Regions from separate parts of the Mus musculus genome. Here regions 1 and 3 are each linked to region 2. Evidence: chromatin contacts called from public HiChIP or PLAC-seq and promoter capture Hi-C data. All regions are on one chromosome and are shown on one strand. Each heading gives the region's core, a stretch centred on a gene start, on an enhancer-like site or on the middle of the called end of the contact. The rest is flanking DNA. Distances are from core to core; before and after follow the strand shown.

What was found. Promoter capture Hi-C pulls out the DNA fragments that hold promoters and counts their contacts. HiChIP or PLAC-seq counts read pairs in DNA pulled down with a chosen protein or histone mark.
Region 1: an H3K4me3 HiChIP or PLAC-seq map of craniofacial prominence shows a contact between it and region 2, with 4 times the contacts expected there. The contact joins the enhancer-like site here to the promoter of Gng13 in region 2. A contact is called at or near these places in 18 of 39 promoter capture datasets (the 3T3-L1 cell line, 3T3-L1-derived adipocytes, the C10 cell line and 12 more), 2 of 15 datasets of contacts at CTCF or cohesin (embryonic stem cells and large pre-B cells), 50 of 484 Hi-C or Micro-C datasets (the 63-12 cell line, B cells, the C2C12 cell line and 34 more), 11 of 115 datasets of contacts at active chromatin or transcription factors (bone marrow-derived macrophages, craniofacial prominence, differentiating embryonic stem cells and 7 more) and 5 of 9 other capture datasets (adipose tissue, embryonic stem cells, embryonic tail and 2 more).
Region 3: a contact with region 2 is called in a promoter capture Hi-C map of pre-B cells, with 2.1 times the contacts expected there. The contact joins the enhancer-like site here to the promoter of Gng13 in region 2. A contact is called at or near these places in 9 of 39 promoter capture datasets (the 3T3-L1 cell line, the HPC-7 cell line, cranial neural crest and 5 more), 1 of 115 datasets of contacts at active chromatin or transcription factors (astrocytes) and 3 of 9 other capture datasets (embryonic stem cells, macrophages and pancreatic islet).

Annotation. Positions count from the first base shown.
Region 1 is chr17:25,399,287-25,403,815 of GRCm38.p6, forward strand. All of the region lies in intron 2 of Cacna1h (calcium channel, voltage-dependent, T type, alpha 1H subunit), which reads right to left. Among named protein-coding and RNA genes, the nearest start is that of Gm33617, 14 kb to the left of the region's middle. Within about 2 kb of position 1,360, at least 16 of the 459 cell types and tissues checked have an H3K27ac peak or open chromatin away from gene starts, as enhancers often do. A contact at or near this core is called in craniofacial prominence, where this site is marked.
Region 2 is chr17:25,715,550-25,719,955 of GRCm38.p6, forward strand. Gng13 (guanine nucleotide binding protein (G protein), gamma 13) reads left to right here and starts at 1,979. Exons shown (of 3, transcript NM_001357782.1): 1 at 1,979-2,032; 2 at 3,118-3,249; 3 at 3,378-3,553. The coding sequence starts at 3,152. The coding sequence ends at 3,483. Chtf18 (CTF18, chromosome transmission fidelity factor 18) reads right to left here. Exons shown (of 22, transcript NM_145409.2): 19 at 4,316-4,406; 20 at 4,103-4,234; 21 at 3,819-3,876; 22 at 3,481-3,735. The coding sequence ends at 3,599.
Region 3 is chr17:25,208,353-25,213,344 of GRCm38.p6, forward strand. Unkl (unkempt family like zinc finger) reads left to right here. Exons shown (of 15, transcript NM_001197024.1): 7 at 1,202-1,286; 8 at 2,452-2,534; 9 at 4,695-4,754. Among named protein-coding and RNA genes, the nearest start is that of Gm52286, 21 kb to the left of the region's middle. Within about 2 kb of position 2,404, at least 84 of the 459 cell types and tissues checked have an H3K27ac peak or open chromatin away from gene starts, as enhancers often do. A contact at or near this core is called in hippocampal neurons and pre-B cells, where this site is marked.

The DNA.
Region 1 (4,529 bases), core at 110-2,609, 320 kb before region 2:
CCACTCAGATGCCCAGGACTGTGGCCTGCCTGCTTCTTGACTTCTTTGCCCATCATTTGATTTCTCTCAGGCTTGGGACACAGACACCCACTTACAGACTCTCCAGTAAAGACTGAGATGGGCCATGCTCTCCTGAAGCTGGCTTGCCTGGACTGTCTCTAGAACCCTTAGTCAACGTACCCAGGAATCCCAGGCCCCAGCTGTTACCTTCACATACAGCTACCGCCGAGACTGATACCAAGGTTGGAGTGCCCTCCCTGAGTGATTGCTGCTTTGAGACAAGAGGCAGCCAAGGGCTCTGGGTTAGAGGGAAACAGGGCAAACTTGCAGGAGGCCTGGCAGGACCCCCCGCCCCCCAACCTAGTAGGGAAACAGATCATGTCCAGGGCCCAGGGCTGGTCTCTTCCAGGCACAGACCAGAGATCTACCTAAGTGGGGAGTTTCAGCTTCCTACAACAGCAAGGACATACCTCACGTGTCATGCTGCCCCCTGGTCATGTTCTGTGGGCAGCTAAGGACAGGCAGCACCACTGGTCACAACACGTGGAGCCGGGTGACTTCTAGAGGCTTAATTACAACAGATAGATTTTCTGGGTTTAATTAAAATTCCTGCAGGCTTTCTACAAATTAGAATCAATTTCCATGGGGGTTAGAGGAAACCAAACAGATATGTGGGCAGGAGTTGGTGCTGGTACAGCCCAGGGCCTGAACCCAGCCAAGTGGACTAATCTGATCTCTCCTTGTGGGAGTCTCTCGCTCAGACAGCACAGACCCACCTAGCTCTGAGGCTTAGCAAGCAGCAAAGGTCTGAGAAGCAAGACAAGTGGCTGAACAAGGGGTCCCAGAAGACCCCCTGAATGGCAGAGGGCCCTGTGGCTAGAGATTATCAAACATAACAGCTATCAGCTACCCTTGTTGGGGCCCCACTCCAAACTCCAAGCATCCCATGGTCTGCCTGGCCACCTCTCACTTTGGAGGGGCTCAACAGCCTTCCCACTCTACATCACACCACGGGGCCAGAAATCCCAGTCAGCACCCAGCAAAGGGAAGGCCCTGCTGTGGAGATTTCAAAACATTAGGTAAAGAAGTCTTTTCTAGGCTCTCCAGGCTGTCTGCAATGGACATAGCCTTCCCCCGGGAGACACAAGGTTACCCCATGGCAAGGTCCCTTCTCCTTCTTGCCTGTGCAGGAAACCCGCACTGGTCCCATGACCAGTGGACCAGAGTCCACAGAAGGGTCCCTGGGTCACAGATGGATCATCTTCAATGCACCACAAACAAAGTCCCTAAATGTAGCCTTCTGTGAACCTGATCGGAGAGGACACTGGAGGGAAGGCAGTGGCGGCGGTCGCTGTCCGTGGTGCTGAAGCAGTTGTCCCACCTGGAGCCTGCTCAGGGTGGGCATCAGGCTGGGCTTGGGAAGGGATGCAAACTAGGGAGTAGGGTCTCCCATTAGAGCTAAGTGCCTCTTCTTGAAACACATCTTGGGTCTGCCCTTCTTCACTCAAAGGGAACCACGAGGAAGACATACATGCTGAGAAAGGCTGTACTTTGCCATGATCCCTTGTCCTAGCAGAAGTGAGGAAGCTACAGTACGTACCCTGCTGGTTGGGTGGCCACTGTCATTTCTATAAAGTCACTGAGGCCTGTCAGGGAACAGTCTCTTGTTGCTTGTTTGGTTAACTTAACAAGCTGCTGGCTCCCATGGGTGACAGTTCTAGCTGGGTCTCCAGATGAAATACAATCTCTTACTGGGGAGCTACATGATACAGGATGGTATGGCCCAATGGGATCCAGCACCCTCAGACCCCAGGATTTATTAACACCCAGCTTGACACAGCCCCCATGTTGGCTTACAGTCCCTGGGATTCTCCTCACCCAACCCTAGTGACTCAGATCTGGACTAGAGTCAGGGGGCATGATCTGCCCTGAATCTACTATGACTGCCCTTCTTCAGGTCTCAGTTTCTCCATCTGTCACAGCACTTGATTTACACAGATCCTTCCGGTACAGCAAGAAGCAAGGCCTTAAGTCCCCCTGATGTGCTCAGTTCTTGGGCAGGGTTTCTGAGTTATCACCCACCACGTGTCTGTCACGTGGGGGGACGAGGAAAGGGTGCCACCAGAAAAGCAGGGCAGCGGGAGTTGTGAGTTTTGCAGTCCCTAACCCAGTGAGACGGCCAAGGTCCCAAGAGCCCCACACTCTCATACCAATAGGTAGTGTGGCCATGCTTAGCTGGGGTGAGGGTCAGGAGTCTTCAGGTGTGGCTGCTGCTTGGCCTCCGTTGTCAGAGTGGGCCCCAAGCAAGACAAGGATTCCAACAAGGCCTCCCTGCTAGGTGGTACATGAGATCAGAGGATTAGCTTTTGAGCTGCTCCAGCCCCGCCTACCAGCCCTCAGAGCAATCTGCACAGCCAGCTAAGCTCCATTAGGCCAGATCCAGAACAGCTTGGTTTGCGTGCGAAAGGCTGGGCAGGAGGGACAGAAGGCTGGAGGGCCACTATAGGAAAAGAGGTCAGACAGACAGCCCCCACACTCTGCCTTGGGGGTTCTAGGCTTCCCTCTGCAGGGACCCTTGTTTTACAGTGCCCCCCCCTTGTCCTTGGGATCTGGGCTGTCCTCTCTGTCACTCTGCAGTGTTGAGGCTCACAGACCACCCTCCCTGCAGCCTCTGCTGCCACCGAGTTCTCAGGGGCACTCAACCTTACTTTTCAATTTGTTCAAAAAAAAAGGGACATGTTTATTCATGGTAAAGGAGTGTCCTCAGTAGGTCAGCCCTGCCTGGTGAGGAGGTGAGTCTGTCAATGAGTCCTCACATGCTCAGTGGAAGCCGTCTGTCTCTACTGACAGAATAGCAGCTTCAGGTCCCGCATCAGATAACCGTCCTGGGCAGGTGGCTGCAGCACTCTGTACTCAGTGGGCAGCGAGACAGGTTCTACCCTAGATGCAGTCGGACTCCCCCAGCATGGTCTTCCTGGCCTGTCTCTCTCTGACAATGGGGTCTGGACGGGCTACTCATCTAGAAGCTATACAACCATGGTGGCCAGGGAGGCCCAAGGGCTTCTGGCCCAAGCGCTAGGGCTCCCCGTGTTGAAAAGAAGCCAAAACAGCAGAGCTTCTAGGTAAGGTGCACGGTTCACCACACACACGCTATGCAGTCTGTGGCCCTGTCGTTAAAAATGCTGCTGCTGTATGAACTAGGACATGAGGGGAGCGGAGAAGGGGTGAGAGCAAGTCACGAAGTCACACAGCCTCATCTATGGAGAACGTCACAATGAGGCCATGAACCCGTCTCTCTAGGATGCACACTCTGCGCATGAACGTAAAGGTAAAGACCAGGTGGCATCGTTCGTCCATGGGCACATGGGGAAGGTACAAGGTGGGACAAAGAGGGGTGAGACTTGGCTTTAGCTCCCTTCACATTGTCACATCTTTTGCTTTTTTTTAGGCAATGCCTCTGCTTGTGAAAGTTCTGTGACTTGAACTAGGAGTACTGGGCTCCCTAAACCAAAGGCTGAGCAACCTCTGGTTGGCAGATAGCAAGGAGCTCTTACCTAGGCCTTTCCAGGAGCCAGGTCATGAATTACCAGGGCAAAGAGATAATAAGAAACAGAGTACAGAGGCACATCTGCCCCGGGCTGCCAGTCCAGTGAACCTGGCCCAGTCTTCCTACTCCAGGGTTGTGTGAGGGGTTACATGCTCCGTGCTTAGTGGCCTCCACCAGGCACAGCCCAGGTGGTTGGCTCATGTGGTCTGGATGTGATTGTATAGGTTGGTCCCTCAGGCACTGCTGTACTAGGTTACCTATGGTGCTCACTCTATGGCACTGGGCATGTCTGGGGCAAGGTGTCTGAAGATTTCAGGATTCTCCAAAGGAAGACAGAAACCATCCAGTAAGAGATGACACACTTCACACCGATGTACCTTTACCTGGCTGAGGTCTCCAGCTCTGAGGTCCCACAACCCTAGCCTTTTCCTTCCTTGTTCTCCTTGGGCTGCCCCTCAAGGCCAGGGACTAGTCTATAGCATGGCTCACTCCTCAAACTCTTAGTTCCCATCCTCAGCCCCAAATAACTGGGCCCCCATAGTGTCATGTCTCACAGTCCATTGTGACCCAGAAACATCCCTCCGAGAGGCCCCAGATCTGTCCTTGCTCCTGCTACGACACCACCCCTCAATCCATCTAAGCTGCCTCTAAAACACGGCAGCAGCTCAACACGCTGCCATGGCTTCCTAGTGCCCTGGCCACATAATCCAAGCCAGAGCTCTGTGTAGCCTAGCCTGGGAAAGCAATACTCAACTCCCATTTTGTCCTGGCTGCTCCAAGGATCCAGTCCCCTGCTACTCCCCACGATGACCTCTCTAGCCTGTAGGGTGGCCCTCTCAGTGTCCCTGTAAGTTATAATGAATGGAGCCTCAGCGAGTGACTGTTAGGAGCCTCTACTGAGGCACAGATTCCTTCATGCAAGCTCAGCAGAGGTGTCTCTGGTGTCTGTTCAAATCAGAAGGCTCTGGGAAGATGCTCGGAA
Region 2 (4,406 bases), core at 729-3,228:
CTACTGTCTCAGCAATAGGAACTCACCCAAGCCGTGGAAACCACCTGAGGGTTCAGATTGTCCCATTGGAGTGCAGTCAGAAACATTACCTCATCCCAGTGAATGTAGGCAGCCTGGGGCCCTCTGGAGGTCACCTAGTCCTTCAGCCTCTAGAGTGGCTGGCCCCCTTCCTCCCTATTGTCACTGTGCTCTGGTGGCTCTCCCAGCTTTTCTCCTGCCAGACACCCATGGTAGCCTAAGTGTTAGGGTGTGCATCTAGATCAGGGCACACAAAAGGCATGGGGAGGGAGAGTGAGCACAGGTCCCAGGAGATATGACAGTCCTCCACCCTACCAGGAAGAACGACATCTGCCCTGAGGCCTGGCACCATTAACCTTAAGCTCCTCCAACCCCCAAATCCATGATAAGTAATCTCTCCGCTCCCTAGCGTGCCCCAGTTCCAGGGATGCCTCCTGATCTAACCACATGTTGATGCACATCAGGGGCCAGGGAAGCTTGGTGACCCCATTTCACTGATCAACACCAGGGAAGCCTGCTGTGTGACTGATGGTCCTGAGAGTCCAAGGGACAGGGACCTGGTCTGTCTTTTGATCATACCTGCAGGGGTCCAGGCCATCTCCTGGGCAGGGTGAGCTCTGAACTCCTTCTGTTCCTCTAACTCTGACCTATCCTGTTGTCTAGGTAAGGGCCACTCAACAAACCTCCAGCCCTCAGAGGACCCAGAATACTTAGCAAGGTACTGGCCCTGCCTCCCAGGACAGGCTTGCCCCTCCCCCACGGGTTGCTGTTGCAGCCTGCGTCATATGAAGGTCCCCAGAGCACAGCTCCCACAAGAGTTGGTGAGGTGTACCTCTGACAGTAACACTGGGAAAGGGAGGCGCTGCTCTGGTTAGTTGAAGGCAGGGCTAGCCCCCTGCCCCCGTTACAGAGTCTCTGAGAAATAGGGAGGTGGCTGCCGCCGGGCACAGGGCTCAAAATCCTGTGGCTGAGGAAGTACTCTTCTCCCTACCCAAAGGCCATCCAGCATCAGCTAAGAAACTGACCTACTCACCCCCTAAGCTAACTTTTAATCTACCCAAAGCTGGAGATGGGTGACCCTTCACACCCGAGGCCCCCACGCACTATCCAACCGTGGGTTCTTTTGAAGTCATTGCCTGGGAATGAGGAAGGCGCCAGAAGGTGGGAGTGCTATGGAGGGAGGCCTGAACCCCTTCTAGGTGAGGCTCTTGTCGTGGAATTCTGCGGGATGCCCCCCAGCCTCCCATAAGTGGACAACACTGAAGGTCACCTGCACCAGGTGGGCTGCAAGACCACAGTGGGAAGTGCTCTGCCCCCACCCCCTCTTCTCAGCTGCCTGCATTGGAGTGCCCTGCATAGGAGGGCCCTGACCAGAGAAGCCTTGTTGGGTGGGGCATATTTTGCTGTTTAGGGCTCTGGTCCCAGTATCACAAGATTGTCAAACTGGGTTGCCAGCAGTTGTAGCTGACCCAGGAGAGACGGGACTAGCTCCCACTGCTGCATGTCCCACCCCAGGGGAGACCTGCCAAAGCTGTAGGAGCAGCCCAGGGAGCTCTTGGGGTCAGCCCAACCCTGTAAAGGCGGTACCAAGGCCCCAGGTGGCAAGAGTGGGCGGGGCGGCTGCCTGGGCTCCCCGGACTCGGACAGCCCAGCCTCACTCCACAGATCCCTCGGCCCTTGTCATCTCTGCTTTTGCTGTCTCCTCCAAAAGTAAGTCCGATGAACAGAAACCTCACACTGAGGGGGAAACAGACTCCAGGGCTCTAGGGCTTGACCAGGTGGGGCCCCTAGGCTAATTCTAACTACTGGGACCAGGGCAACTGCCTCCGGGCCTCAGGGGCGGGGCGGCCGACAGATCGAGTCCAGCGGCGCAGGAGCCATCGCTGCGCGACGGGGGCGCGTCTGTCCTGCGCCGTGCGCGCCGCCCGCAGTGCCCGTGTGCGCCGCCGTGCGCCTGGCCGGGGGCGTCTCGGGGTGCACCGGCGGCCGGGCTCCGGCGGCGGCAGCAGCGCAGGTAGGGCCAGTGGTGGGCCATGCCCCCAGCCCAGATGCTCCCATTTGTGGAGGACCCGCAGCTGATCCTCCGCCCACGTGCCTGTCGGCGTGTGGGGCGCGGGAGAACCTAGCAGGGTGGGGCACTGTAACTTGGGGGTCTCTGGGAAAGGTACTCTGCAGGTGGCCCCACACAACCAGGAATACTAGCCCACCCAACCTCTCACTGGTTCCTTGCGAGCCCTGCCAGGACCTCTTTAGGATGGGCCACTCTAAAGGCTGGGTCCTAGGCTCTCCCCAAGGCCAGCTCAGCTCAGTATCCCGGGATGGAAGCTTAGCCCGGATGTGTCTGGTACTCGGTGCCAGACCCCTCTCAAGGTCGTGGAAGCTGTGATTGGAGGGAGAACCAGAGACTTGGTCTTTTGGAGTGCAACTAGCTAGGGAGGGGTAAAGGGAGGCCCGTTGTGCTCCAACTGACAGCTCTCCCTAGTCAGGTCAGTGACTGGATCTGAAAACACTGGTCTCAGGAAGGCTACCCACCTCCCAAGTCCTGGGCTTGCTGAAAGGCCTGTGTCCCCAGACATTCTGCACATACCCCACCCTACATGCAAATTGCAGACAAATCCTCCCAGCCCCGAGATTAACTTGGCCTCTCAGCCTCTTTACCCATGCAAAACAGGCATCCAGGAGGGCCAGGCAGCACCCAGCATCTCAGGGCTCTCATCGCAGCACCCAGGGTCTGAGTTAGAAGTGGGTCTGGAAGGGGGGTGGGGGCTGCCCTGGGTACTCAGAAGTCCATCTTTTAACCTCCCTAGGCAGGGATGAGTCTGTCCTCCCAATCCAGGGCTGGGCCTTCTCAGGCTCATTTGCCCAGCCAAGAACGGAAAGTTTGCTCTGCAGCTAATCAGCCCCACTGGGTAGAGAAGGCTCAGGGGTCTTGTTAGTGGGTCCCTGTGGCCCTCTTCGGGCTCTTTGCCAACATCACTCCAGACCTCAGGAAGGACCAATGGGTGGTATGGTCCCAGGATCTCCCTCTGTCCTGGGGCTGAGGGTGGCGTGGGGGTGGGGGCTGCAGACCCAGCTCTTTTCGCTTCTCCTGCCCACCAGCCTCAGGCTGGCTACCACCGACGCCCCCGACGCCATGGAGGAGTGGGATGTGCCCCAGATGAAGAAGGAGGTAGAGAGCCTCAAGTACCAACTGGCCTTCAAGAGGGAGATGTCGTCCAAGACCATCCCCGAGTGAGTGCCCCATGATGTCTGTCATTTACCTGCCCAGCCACTGCCCCTTGTGTGAACCAGGACCTCACACCCCCAGTAGGCAGGTGCCACGGGAATGACCGACACTCACTGACACTCCCCACTCACAGGCTTCTCAAGTGGATTGAGGATGGAATCCCCAAGGACCCCTTCCTGAACCCAGACCTGATGAAGAACAACCCTTGGGTAGAGAAGGCCAAGTGCACCATCCTATGAGCCTGACCCACACTCTCTGTAAGGTGTGACTTTATAAATAGACTTCTCCGGGTGTCTCTGCTTTAGTCCATTCCCTGTGGGAGCCAGTGCGATCTGATGTCCTGGGGCAGTGGGGCTACAGCAGGTCCCTGATGTACAGGCTGCGCCGAACAGCATTTGAGACGCCCTCGTTGAACCGGAACCACACCTCACTCCTGCCCACTGCCACACCCATGCGCCACTCGTCCGCGTCCTTCTGGGGGGCCTCAACCTCTGCAGGGACCAAAAGGTTTGCACCTCAGCAGACCCCAGCCTATGTCTCCACCCCCTCCCTTCCTTCTGTGACCCATACACACCTCTGCTCGGGACTGCCACTTTCCTGATGACCACACGTCCAAAGAAGTCCCTCTCAGGCTAGCAGAAAAGAGGGCCGTCAGCTTGCCAGTGAACAAGCAGGCACACCTAGGCCTTTCCCATGTGAGAGGAGACTCCCAAGGCCTCTGAGCAAGGCCTGCGACTAGGAGGACCTCTACTAACCACTGCCCACTTTCTGAGAGCAACAGGTGGCTCCTTGGGATTGGGGCAAGCCCCACCCTCCGGTAATCATCTTGCTCCAGCCCTACCCCCAACACACACACACCTGCTCCTGCACGGTTGCTCTCGTCATGATGTGTTCTAGGCGCTGCTCATGGTTACGTGGGACAGGCTGCCTTGTCCCCTTTTCCCCACTGTCTGTCCACAGACTTGCAGGCCCTGAGGAGCCCTGGTCCACCTGAATGGAAGCATGAGAGTCGGCTAGCCAAGGCCAAACCACTGATGTTGTATGCTGTCTCAACACCGGGGACAAACTTACCTGGGGGCCACTTCGAGCCCAGGCCAAAGCCTCTGCCCTGCGCATCTTCTCCATTTCAATCTCCCGAGCAATAAGCTGCTTAGCCTGGTAG
Region 3 (4,992 bases), core at 1,154-3,653, 510 kb before region 2:
TGGGGTGGGAGCAGGAAGACAGGAAGGACCCGTGAAGTGAAAACAGCTTCGCCTCCCAGACAGGGAGTATAACCAGGAAGGGACAGTTGTCACTAGAGAGTTCCCACCACTCCCCTGGCACTGGCTGCCCTATTTCTAGTACCTACTGAGGTCCAGCTGATCGAGTGTAGCCCACAGCTCCAGCCTGGGTGCTATGTGAGTAAACTGCCTGTCCCTGAGCAACAGACTTTCAGTAGTGAGGATGTTCAGGGGTTCAAAGGTCACCACATAGATGGGAAGGACTGTCCTGTGGAATATTCTAGATAGGTGTTTGGCCCATTCCTTATGAGTTCCCCTTGGCTGCTCAGTCATCCAAACAGAATGCATTCAGATTTGAATTAAAATGAAAAAGTAGGGGGAGGAGATGTTTGAAGAGGGCTGCAATCTAGATGTAAAGTAAATACATTAATTAATAAAAGAATGAATAAGCAGACAAAATGTCCTTGGGCATCTAAGTCTGCAGGTAGTGGGGCTAGGCTAGTGGAACTGAAGGGCATAGCTGTATGCAGGCATAAGTGTGCTAGTGCAGGGGCTGTTGTCATGCCCTCCCTGAGCCTTTTGAGTGGGTAGTGTTGTTTTGGTATCTAGGGAATGTTGGCTCCTGGGTGCCAGTCTTGTCTTCGTTCTTTCCCAGGTCCCCATGGTGAAGTAGTGGGCAGTCTGGTCGTAAGATAGGTGCTTGTATAAGCACCTATCATTGAACAGGCATTGCTCGAGCTTCTGCTGTCTACCAGACAGACACCTTTCCAGAGTGTCAAGTAGTCTTTGCCTGGCGGTCTGACAGACAGACTTGGCTCTGACCAATACATTTTGCAGAGCGGAGGGTTTTTAGGACCAAGGGCATCTAGGGGCAAATGGTATGGTGGCCATCTGTCTATCACTAGAAAGGAAAGGGTTGTGTAGCTCAAAGATTTGGAGGTTCCCAGTCATGATCACAAGCATATCTCATAGTTACAGGGGCCTTGCACTAGGCCCTGCCTTGTCACCGGTCCAGCATCTTCTGGTCTAAGAGCCAGGCCTTCATGAGCTTTTGGAGACACTGCAGATTTGTTCTGCAGCTGGGAAGTGCTCACTCACTCTGTTTGCTTCGGTGTTCTAAGCGGCCAGCTGCGCTTCATAGAAAACAGATCACTAAGCCACCATGTTTTGTCTGATTTCCTAGATCTACAAATCTACAAAATGCAACGATATGCGCCAAACTGGCTACTGCCCTCGGGGCCCTTTCTGTGCCTTTGCACACACTGAGAGTAAGTAGACGATCTTCAGGGGGGTGTGGGGGAGGGGGCACCTCAGCCACCATGTGGCCAAGGAGCTCACTCAGCAGCTCCACAGTCTCACAGTGACCTGGGACTAGGCATGTCTGGGAATCCTGTATATAATGCCCGTTGAGATGGCTGGGGTGGGGGCAGGGAGAGGGGAGGGCTCATGCCTCATGGCTGGACCTGCCTTGCCCTTTGCACCTGGGACAGACTAGACCTGTGATGCTTGAAAGGACCCCTGTCCCCGGCCTCCTAGGTCCCACCTGCCTCCTGGGGATACGGATCTGTTGTCATTCTCGTGCTCACCTGCTTTGCTGCTGTCCTGCTGGGACTGAGTGTCAGTGGCTTTGTAGAGTCACTTTCTGTCCCTGTAGCTAGAGGTGCCAAGATCCTTAGTTGGGCTTGGCCAGCTGGCCTCAGACCCTACGGTCATTTATTGTCACATAGGCTCATAATTGATTCTCTAAAGCTGCTCCCCCAGCTCAGGAGTCTGAGTTCTGGTGGTTATAAAGCAGTTGCAAGCTCAGACTTCATTTTCTGTTCCAGTTGGAGTGGCAGCTGTTTCTGATCACACTTGACATGTTGTTGTTCATGTTAAAAATGATTGAACCCAAATAGCACTATTTGGGGCTAGAGAGATGGTTCAGTAGTTAAGAGCATGCATTGCTCTTGCAGAGTCGAGAGCTGAATTCCCAGCACCCACAACCGCTAGGGAATCAAATGCACACTCAGGGACCCCCGGAGCACCTGTACTCACATGCACACATCCACACAGAATACACACCTTAAAACAGATGTACCAACCATTGAGCCACCTCTCCAGCCCCTAAAAAGAATTTTTTTTTTTTTTTTCCGAGACAAGGTTTCTCTGTGTAGCCCTGGCTGTCCTGGAACTCACTCTGTAGACCAGGCTGGCCTCGAACTCAGAAATCCACCTGCCTCTGTCTCCCAAGTGCTGGGATTAAAGGCGTGCACCGCCGCCATCACCACCCAGCAAAAAAGAATTTTTTATTTTAATTTCATGGCTCTGTGTGGGCTGGCCTGCCACCCAGAACAAGGGAAGTGGTTACAACATCAACCGGTCCTCTCCACCTGTCCTGTGGGCCAGCTGGCGGCCCCTCAGTGCCAGTTTCTCTTTTTTTTCTCTTGGCAGAGAGCCTGGCTATGGTGAACGAGTGGAGCTGCCGTGATCTCAGTTCCAACAGCACCTCAGCTTATAGCAGCCAGCCTGGAAGTGTAAGTGGACACTGCTTGGATCAGTCCCACTGAGGGGACAGGCATGGGGTGAGGTTTGGGTGGTGTGGCTGAAAGCAGCCTACATGTGGAGTTGTGATTCCTCCTCAGATAGTCTAGAAAAGTCTTGCCTGGGCTGGAGCAGGACATCATGCCCCTGCTGCACTGCTTTGTGGGATTCGGCCTTAGCGGGCATCTGGTGCCTTGCCAGCCCTCGACTTGGCAGATCCCTTGGGCTGTCCGTCCTAGGCAGTTGGAGGTCATCAACAAGTGGTATCTGATGCAGCATCTCAGTCTGTTACTCGGCATCCCCATGCTTTGGGTGAGGGGCGTCCTGTATCTGATGGGTGTGATGAGGATGGATCGTTCTCGGACTGAGAAGTCACTTCCTGTTCGTGCCAGAGTCAGCCACTAGAGTAGGTCCCTGGGGAGCCATCCCAGGATAGGGACAGGATGTTCAAAAACGGATTTAAAATAGCATTTGGTTCTAAACAGTTTGTGTGACATTGACGTAGTCCTGAGGTTGCTGGGCAGTGTGGTTTATGCCCAGCATTCAGGAGGTGGAGGTAGGAGGTCTCTGAGTTTGAGGACAGCCTGGTTTATAAAGTGAGTTCCAGAAACCCTGTCTTAAAACAAAACAAAACAAAAACAAACTATTAAAAATGAGGGGAAAAAAAGAAGTCTCCCTGAATTAGTTGAACAGAGCCGCTCTGCTCAGCTCATGCAGTCAGGGTGTCGCTGCACTTGGTTGCTAAGCCACTGTTGGACCCTGAGTCTGTTAGGGCTCCTGAGGTTCTGTAGGTGTTTCTTTGTGGTCTAGGGTTTAGTCACTTTTGTTCTTTGGCCCTTCTGCCTAGGATGGTCTTCTCTGGCTGGTAGGGCAGGCTCCATATGTGTTCTAGGTATGGCAGGCATCCTCTGCTGCTCTCGGCTCAGGAGGCCCCAGTCTGTGATGCTCTGTTGCTGGTGTCAGTGAGCTCTCCCGAGAGTCCCTCTCTCTCTGAGTGAGGGTGGAGGAGTGCCTGTGGATGAGTCATCTCTACATTCTTTCCTGCTCTGGGCCTGGAACCCTGCGGGCACTCTATACTCAGAACTTTCCACGTCTCTTGGAATTGTCACAAAACCCTCACAGGGCCACTTGAAATGCTGGGAGCTCTTCTCCTTCAAGGAGGCACAGCTGGGCCTGTCTTAGGGTTTCATTGCTGTGAAGAGACACCATGACCAAGGCAACACTACAAAGGACAACATTTAATTGGACCTGGCTTACAGGTTCAGAGGTTCATTATCATCATGGCAAGACCATGGCGGTGTGCAGACAGGCATGGTGCTAGAGTAGCTAAGAATTCGACATCTTGATCGGCTGGCAGCCACGAGTAGACTAGATTCCACCCTGTGTGTAGCCTGAGCAGAGCAGACCTCCCACAAAGTGACATACTTCTTCCAACAAGGCCACATCTCCTGGTAGTGTCACTCCCTATAGCCAGACTTTCAAACATGAGTCTATGAGGCTAAACCTATTCAAACCACCACAACCTCCCTTGGGCAATTCTGAACAGACTTAGCCTTGGTGCTGTTTGGGTCAAGCAAGAGATCTGCACACACCGGGCGGTGGTGGCGCACTCCTTTAATCCCAGCACTTGGGAGGCAGAGGCAGGTGGATTTCTGAGTTTGAGGCCAGCCTGGTCTACAAAGTGAGTTCCAGGACAGCCAGGGCTATACAGAGAAACCCTGTCTCGAAAAAAACAAACAAACAAAAAAAGAGACCTGTACACACCCAGGCCATTTTGTTGAATAACTCCTTGGCTTGGTACATGTGTCAAGGCCTGTCTTTCCCTGAGTGATCCAAATGTGGGAAGAGCTTTGGGTACCAGTGAACAGGAACTGTGTAAACACTTTCTCAGTGTTTTGTAGGGTTGTTGGTTATTGTTTTGGTTTTTTGGTTTTTTTTTTTTTTTTTTTTTTTGAGATGAGGTCTTATTCTATGACCTAGGTTGGCCTCAAACTCAACGATCTGCCCGCCTCAGTCTCCTTTGTAATGGGATTACAAGCCCAGTCCAGCACACCAGCTCCAGCATTTTCTAAATTGTAAACAAAGTGTAGGCCTATGTGTTTTCAGGAGATGTCTCCTTGCCTTTCTAACCTGAGCGGGTCTTCTATTTGCAGGCCAAAAGGAAAGACTCCCCCTCTGAAGGAAGCCAGAAAGCTACTGAGGACAGCAAGCAGGTACAGCATCGCATGGCTTTCTGTTAGGCCTTTCTGTGTCCGCACTCTACTGCTGAGTTAAGCCCCCAGTCCCACTGCCTACTTGTTCTGTAATTGTTTTCTTTCTTTTGCTCATATTCATGTGTCCTTTGTTTTACTGTTCAAAATACTTAAGACTGGTGGTGACAGTGATACACGCCTTTAATCCCAGCACTTGGGAAGCAGAGCAGACAGATCTCTGTGACTTCAGGGCCAGCCT